Regions from separate parts of the Zea mays genome. Here all the other regions are linked to region 1. The links are chromatin contacts, called in public Hi-C maps. All regions are on one chromosome and are shown on one strand. Each heading gives the region's core, a stretch centred on a gene start, on an enhancer-like site or on the middle of the called end of the contact. The rest is flanking DNA. Distances are from core to core; before and after follow the strand shown.

Region 1 (2,700 bases), core at 53-2,552:
AGTTTATGCAAGGGGTCATAGACATTAGTTGTCTATTGAACTATCAAGAGCATGTGCACCAGCTACATTGCCTATCCATGTTATACATAGTGAGAAATGGCTGAGCTGACCTCACCTCTAAGCTCAGTAGAAAAAAAAAACAGAGGCAAAACCACCTTGCCCAATTTTATAGTCCATACTGAAGTTGTTGTTTGTAGCATTGGAAAGTTCATCATACGAGAACTCTATAGATCTGTCAACCTTCATGCCCTGAGCTTGCAAAACCTTGCCTGGAAAGGTATTTAATTAAGAAGCCATAGAAAGTTGATAGAAAAAACATTGCCGTGCCTGCCAACATAACACATTTTTTCCACCAGGAGCATGGCACAATTTATATGAAGAAAAAAATAGTATGTTCCTTACTAGGTATGGCTTTCTCTTATTTTCTGCTTCGTATAATACACTGCAAACAACTAAATGCTAGCAATCAAACTAACGATACATGCACGGCATTTTAATTATTATATTATTTTGATGGGATGTCTAAGGTTGTGTTTTTTCTTGTGCTCCTTCGTATGGGCATGCGACTGTGTCTGTTCAAGGAGAGGTAAATTGGTCAAAGTATGTGAAATGTAGTGTTAAAACTTGATTAGAGTGGAGAAAGAGAGGAATTAGTAGCTATCATAACATTGTTTGAAGAGGAGGTCATTTAGGAATGATATATCTTGAACCCAAATTCTTAGGCCATGTTTGTTTCTTCCAAGATTGTATAATCCAAATTACAGATTATATAATTACCTAATAATCTACTTATTGATTATCATATTATAGGTATCTAGATTATATAATTCACCTAATAAACTATATTGTTTATTTGTCTCTTAATTTATTAATCTAGATAAAAATAAATAGGGCCTTAGCGGTGGTATTGTTTAGATATACGCTTTTTAAGAGCATCTCCAAGAGCTCTCCATAAAACGACTTCTCAAAATCAGTTTTAAGGGATATCTAAATAATAAGTGGGGGTAAATTTTAATCCTTTCTCCAACAGGTCCCTTAAAGCAGCAGTTTGTTTCTGGGGAGCCCAAAAAACCCCTCATTTGTAGCTACAAATGAGGGAGTTTTAAGGGCTATGAAAAAGTTGGGGGCGCTTTAGGGGAACTGTTGGAGACATGTTTTTGTGTTTTTCCCAAAAAATAGATTTATGGGAGACTTCTGGGGAGCTTTTGGAGATGCTCTAAGAGCGGCATAGATTGGAATTATCGTGACGTCACAGCCGCAAAACTAATGGACCCGATCGCACCATACCTCTCGGTCATCTCGAAGACTCGAACAGGCCCAGGCGGCCAGGCCTTCCTCTTTCGCCCTCGCCGGTTCGCCGTCCTCTCCGAGGCTCTTCCCAATCAAATACCCCCCTCCTCCCACAGTCCCACCCTTCCCGTTCCTCGCCACCACTACCCTCCGCCGGGGCTTCTCTTCCCCATCCCACACACCGCACTCCACCCCTGCAACAACACTCTTCTATATCCCACCGCAAACACCCCGCCCCGACGGCGGGCGGTGCCGCAACCCTAGGTTTACCCCTCCCCTCCCGCCGCTGTATGCAGCCCTCCACCGATCGCCGCCGCGGGGGTGGACCCGTGGTCACCGCCTCCCATGTGTGGCGACCCCGCCCCGCCGCCTCTGCCCCCGGCTCGATCCTGCCCCTCCCTACCTCGGCCTCGGCTTCGGCCTCGGAGGCACGCCCGCCCCGCCGCCGCCCACGCCGCCCTAATCACGGTAACAGCCACAATCACCGCCCTGCCGCGCCTCAGGAGCAGAACGACAACGCAGGACACCGTCGCCGGGGCCCACCGCCGGAGAGTCCGACTCCCGCGCCGCCTGCTCGTTTCTGTGATCGCGCACCCGCGCCTGCAGCGGCGTCGACTCGGGGAGATGGGGCGGTGCCGCAGCTGGTGCAGGAGATCCAGGACAAGCTCTCCCGCGGCGCGGTGGAGTGCATGATCTGCTACGAAATGGTGCGGCGGTCGGCGGCCATCTGGTCCTGCGGCAGCTGCTTCTCCATATTCCACCTCCCCTGCATCCGGAAGTGGGTGCGCTACCCGGCCTCCGCTGCGGATGCATCCCGAGCAGCAGAGCCGGCCTCCCCTTCCTGGCGCTGCCCGGGGTGTCAGTTCGTGTACGCCACCCCGGCCCGCGAGCTCACCTACAGCTGCTTCTGTGGGCGCCGGAGAGATCCCCCCAACGACCATTTCCTCACACCCCACTCCTGCGGCGAGCCCTGCTCCAAGCCTCTCGAGAGAGCGGAACCGCCTGGCGCCAAGGGGGAGGATGTTGACGCCACCAGGTGTCCGCACGTCTGCGTCCTTCAGTGCCACCCGGGCCCGTGCCCGCCATGCAAAGCATTTGCTCCGGATCGACCCTGCCCCTGCGGGAAGCAGATCATCGTGCGGCGCTGTGCGGACAGGAGCACGCCTGTGACCTGTGGCCGCCCTTGTGAACAGATGCTGCCTTGCAAAAGGCATCGCTGCGAGAAGGTTTGCCACACTGGTTCTTGCGGGGATTGCGCTGTTCTCATCTCTGTGCGTTGCTTCTGCCGGAATAAGAATGAGACATTGCTATGTGGAGACTTGATGGAAAAGGGGGAGCTGTCTGAGGAGGACGGGGTGTTTTCTTGCAATGAGGTATGTGGCCGCACGCTTGCCTGTGGCAACCATGCTT
Region 2 (2,700 bases), core at 172-2,671, 170 kb after region 1:
GGGGCGAACGACCAACTCCCCGTAGAGAAAGTCTGCGAGGCGGGATGAATAACTAAGTCCCCACCGAGCAAGTCTGCGAGATAGAGCGAACGACCAAACGGACCCGCAAGAAGGGAGCCTAGGCCGACGTTGTTGGTCCACGACTGCCATAACAGGACACGTCGCCACCAAACCATGTCCACACCATGCTTACAGTGCCAAAGGGGGTCACGACAACAAAGTCTCCACCCACGTACCAGGAAGGATGGAGGGTGACGCAAGGGTACTGACAGAAGATGAAGATGTACTGAATACGAACCTCAACCTTAACGAGACCACATTATGTGGGACCCATCAAGTACAGCAGCACGGGCGTAGAGCGAGCTATAGGGACTTGCACGTCGGGCAGATGAGACATGATGTCGTGCCAAGAGTACGGCAGCACACGACCCGTTAGAAGGAGTCATGCCGCATGTAGGCACGTCCCAAGATTGGTCCAAGAGGGGGCTGCCACGCACTACGACATAGGGCTTAGTCAAAGAACTCTCTCTCTCTTTCTCATGTAAGGACCATCCCTTGAAGTATAAAATGGAGTCCCTCTCCCCTCGTACAGACACAAGCACACCAGTTGTAACACATCCTCAGCAATACTACGATCAACACTACACTAGACTACGGCGCAAGCCTAAACCATTATAAACCCCATGTCTTAGTTCCTTGCTAGGATCTCTGTGATCCACCATTCGGAGTAATATAAGTCCGTGCTTACATTCCCGCCGAACACAATCTATTGTCCCTCGTTTCTAAAACCACGATACATCCAATTTGAATCGATGGATAAAGTTTGAGTTTTACTAGGACCCTGCTTTTGTACCAAATCAGGTGAGTATTATACTTCAAAATCCGAAGTTCCAATCCTTTGCATCTGTTTTGTGTAAGACAGAAGCCTTTTGTCTAAAAGGCAGTGGACTCGGATATGTGCACATATCCGTCGACCGCATCAGCATGAACTTCGTATGCCAAAATGCGGCAATGCATTTCTGGAATGGAGCTAGTTCCATCTTCCCGGTGGCATCGCCGCATCGGGACGACTTGAGAACCATGGGTCCCTTTCGGTCACGCTTTCCATGAGGCGAATGAATAATGGTCGCCTCATACCTAAGTAAAAAAGCTTTAGAACTTTGTAAAATCCCCATTGCAAAATGAGAAATGGAAACGGAAAAAAAGCAAGGGTTTAAACCTTCGTCGGAACTGCCAATCACTGTAGACCGGGTTATCGCTGAAGTAGTCCGCCATGATCCTCGCGTGTCCAGCGGCGTGGTCCCGGTTAATGGCGATATGAAATTGCTAGGTTGAACGGTTGGAGAAGTGAAAGTTTGGGGGGTGGGGGGAGGAAGGTAATAAAAAGAGTATAAAGTACGTATAGGGAGAGATGGATGGTTGGAGAAGCCTTATCACAAAAAACAACCACCAAGCGACGGCGCCTGCACAAGATGAACCAGCTCTCTCTCCTCCACCACCTACATCGGCTGTCTCCCGGACGCGGCCATGGCCTCACCGCCGTCGTCCGAGCTGGGCTCTCCTCCTGTGAACCACCAACCCCGCAGCAGCACGCAAAACGCCTCCTTGCCATAGCGCCTCACGAAAGCATCGCAGCAGCTAGGGAGGAGGAGAGCCACTTGCGTCAAGAGCTCGCTGCAGCGGGCAATAATAACGAGGCCGGCGGCGGCGGCAGGACGTGCGCTCTGCCGACGTGGGCGCTCCTCGGCGGCATCACGGTGGGCGTGACCGTGGCGCTGGCCCTGTCCGCGGGGCCAGGCCCCGCCCTGGCGCTGGGGCCAGAGGGCCCCCTGGTGGAGGAGTTCTGGGACAACATGCGGCGGTACGCGCTGTACGTTGTGACGGTGAGCACAGGGGTGGCGTACACGGTGCTGCAGCCCATAGTGGAGCTGCTCAAGAACCCCGTCACGGCGCTGCTCATCGTGGCCGTCATCGCCGGCAGCGGCTTCCTCGTCTCGCAGGTGCTCAATGCCATGGTCGGCAACTCCGACTTCATCTACAGGTATGAGTAGGTGGATGGCGAGCGTGTGGTGGCGCTGAGGTCTCTGCGTGACCGAGAATGGAGAGGTGAACGTGTGCTTTAGTGTGTCAACGAACCAGGAGCTAGAACAGGAATGTCTGAAATTGAAGTTTGCTGTCTGGATGTATTTTACTCTGTCTGATATTTACTTTGACCAACAGGCTATGCTATGCATGAGTGAAAGAACGTGGACGTCTTCTAGTACCTATACCACAGCTCAGTTTTACTTTTACATCTCTCCAGTACTTATTGGTGAGACATTTTTTCATAGACAAAACTAAGTAGTGCTACTGAACTAAAGACATTTAAAAGTGGATCCAATCGGTTGAATGGTGAAAAACTTACGATGTTCGTAAAGGTATTCAAAAGTAAAAAAAAAAATTCCCGCGACAGCATTACTAAGACTAGCCGTTATTCGGGATCAACCGGTGAAAACAAATTAAAAAAAAGGAGTGCAAAACAGATGGAATTTCAGCTGTGAAGTAGCATATACAATTCTTACACATGAGTACATAACCTACACGACGGTCACAACTAAAATGGGTTTCCTGTGGTAAAAGATGCATTTATCTCTAGTACAAAATGTGAAAGTAATTAGGAAATGCAGCGATTATGTAAAATAGGTGATGAAACCACCCTCT
Region 3 (2,700 bases), core at 129-2,628, 180 kb before region 1:
ACAAAAGGTCAGCCTTATTATAATAACCTTTCCATGCGTCTGTTACCTATGTTATGTACATTTATTATTTGAACACAGGGACAAACCGAAGATGATCCAAACAAAGAATTTGCACAATGCAACAGCTACCAGATTGATATAGGCGCAAAATTATCCTCATGTTGTGCGAAAGGGCTTCTAGCTGAGTTAGTTTGGTGATCTGATTAGCACTCATGGGGGCGGATCCTCGTGTAGGGATTGGGAAGCCTCAAAGCACGAGTAAAGATCTAGCCTATAGGGGACGGATCCTCATGCTGCAGTGGGGGGGGGGGCAACTTTCATGATCTTGCTCAGTCGGGGCTTCGATTGAGCTTCTTCTTAGTGAGAACAATCTTTCCCCTACCGGCCGAGTTTTTTTTTATCCTCATTGTAAATTAAACTTGAATTTCAGAAGCTAAGGGAGCCTATAGGACCCAACTTGGAAATATTAACCCATGCATGTACTTTGAGCTTGAAATGTTTTTCTCTGCAGCACTCAACAGCAAACATGTATGAACAAAACTGAAGTTAGTAAATTTCAACTGAAACAAGGTCCTTGTGTCAAATGTTGTGTACGAACATGATAAAAAATAAAATATGCGAGAGCACTTAATAGCTATTGTTTACGTAAAAGATGGCTGGCTCCAAATCTCCAAGTGCACAAAAAAAATGATTTGCATTAAGCCATGAACACACACCAATCTGCCAATTAGTAACTGCAAGTGCTCTTCAATTAGATTTCGAAGGGACCGGTATTATGGGATAGTATGGACTGGTAGTATAAGATAATATTTAAGTTAGCAGAGCTAACTACCACCTCAGTTCGCACTTCATCAACAGTGCATCTACGCATTCCCTAATCCGAACACTACCGTGGACAAATTTGTGGATCCAGAAGTTGCTACAAATCAATGATTTTGCGATGCCGAAATCAACTACACCGCCGAGGTATGTTTGGAAAAGGAAAGGGAAAAGGAAAAGAGATCCACGCACCTGTGGCGACGAGCCTGACGGAGTGAGGAGGCAAAGGACTCGTGAGGGCTTTCTGGTGGCGACAGCCCAAAGTACAGTCAGCGGTAGATTAGTCGAACGAACTCAGAGGAGCGCGTGGGGTGGCCCGTTCCGCAGCCGGCCGCCGGTAGCGAGACGAGATCGTTACAGCCCTAACCGCATGAGGGCTTGCGCGCGGGTCGGGGACGCGGGAGAAGCGAAGTGCTGTGTGTTGGATGACCCAGGATCGACCGGTTTCCGGAGGGATTCTCCGGGAATGCGCCGAGATGGGCTGGCCGGCGGCTCGACGAGTCTTCCCCTCGTCGAATCGAGAAAGAGGGGAGAACGGCTTTTCTGTGGGCGGGCTGGCGGGGCCAGCGGATTGGGTTCTTTTCGCTGCTGCGTCGTTTTCCGTTTTCTTCCTCCGGCGCTCCGGCTTCCGATCCCAGAATTAACTTTTTTTAAGTATGCATCCAAAGCAAGATTCTAAGGTATCCGATGTTTGATTATTAGTTAGATGAATTAAATATAGTCTAATTATAAAACTAATTATATAGTAAATGAGAAGTAAATAATAAGACAAGCTTTTAAGTCTAATTAATCAATGATTCGATCATGTGATGTTACAGTAAATATTTAATAATCGTAGATTAATTAAGTTTAAAAATTTTGTATACAAAGAACATACTACTAGAAGCATAGTCACATTCTAGTAGTTATACAAGTGAAGCTCAAAAGGCTATATGAGATGCACATATAATGCAAAAAAGCAAGAAGCAAAAGCTATAAACTACATAAAAAGCAGAAGAAAAGGAATAAAAACAAAAGGAGCCCTCGATCAAAAAGGGAAGCAAACACCCAATTCACATCATCAATGTGCAAAAGTGGATTGGTCAAAGGGTTTGATCAAAATGACAACAAGCTATCGATGGGTATCAACATGGCGCAAATCGATGTCGCCTTTCTCATAATGATCACGAAGAAAGTGAAAACAAACACCGATGTGCTTGGTCTTCGAATGCAGCATAGGATTCTTGGCAACACTTATGGCACTCGTGTTATCGCAAAGCAGAAGCATATGATGAAAATCCAAGCCAAAAATCTGTAAAGTAGCCATCATCCATAACAACTGCGAGCAATAGCTAGCGGCATCAACATACTCAGACTGTTTGTGCGAAGACGAGGAAACCAACAAAGACCCCAAAAACTGACAAGCCCCAGAAGCATACTTGCGCTCCAAGCGACATCCCTCAAAATCAGCATCTGAGTACCCACACAAAGATGGAATGGAAGAAGAAGAGTACCACAAACCAAACTCCGGAGTGAAGCGCATGTACCTAATAATCTGTTTCATAGCCTATTTATCAGAAGTGTGTGGGGAAGCTTGAAAACGAGAGCACATACATACTGCAAACTGTATATCTGGCCTCGTCGTAGTCAAGTACAGGAGAGAGCCAAGCATGCTCTTGCACTCCTTATGGTCCACGGGCTCATCGTCCTCATCAGCATCAAGCGTCGTCGTGGTGGACATGGGCGTCGAACAAGGCTTGGGCTCGCCCATATCGAACTTTTTCAGAACGTTCTTTCTATACTTGCCTTGATGCATATAGGTCCCGTTTTGGGTCTGCTTGATTTGTAGCCCAAGAAAAGAGTTTAGCTCGCCCAACAAGCTCATCTAAAATTCCCTGCTCA

What was found. A called contact is a pair of places that touch in the nucleus more often than the background predicts.
Region 2: a contact with region 1 is called in a Hi-C map of ear, with 4 times the contacts expected there. The contact joins the promoter of LOC100275996 here to the promoter of LOC103629990 in region 1. A contact is called at or near these places in 3 of 25 Hi-C or Micro-C datasets (ear, leaf and tassel).
Region 3: a Hi-C map of endosperm shows a contact between it and region 1, with 2.4 times the contacts expected there. The contact joins the promoter of LOC100280336 here to the promoter of LOC103629990 in region 1. A contact is called at or near these places in 6 of 25 Hi-C or Micro-C datasets (ear, endosperm, leaf and 1 more).

Annotation. Positions count from the first base shown.
Region 1 is chr6:129,593,707-129,596,406 of Zm-B73-REFERENCE-NAM-5.0, forward strand. It overlaps LOC103629990 (NF-X1-type zinc finger protein NFXL1), which reads left to right and starts at 1,303. Exons shown (of 1, transcript XM_008651086.3): 1 at 1,303-2,700. The coding sequence starts at 1,581.
Region 2 is chr6:129,760,306-129,763,005 of Zm-B73-REFERENCE-NAM-5.0, forward strand. LOC100275996 reads left to right here and starts at 1,422. Exons shown (of 1, transcript NM_001149894.1): 1 at 1,422-2,359. The coding sequence starts at 1,473. The coding sequence ends at 2,051. It overlaps LOC103631377 (DNA topoisomerase 1), which reads right to left. Exons shown (of 21, transcript XM_020539478.2): 21 at 2,499-2,700.
Region 3 is chr6:129,416,833-129,419,532 of Zm-B73-REFERENCE-NAM-5.0, forward strand. It overlaps LOC100280336 (THO complex subunit 4), which reads right to left and starts at 1,379. Exons shown (of 7, transcript NM_001153262.1): 1 at 1,012-1,379.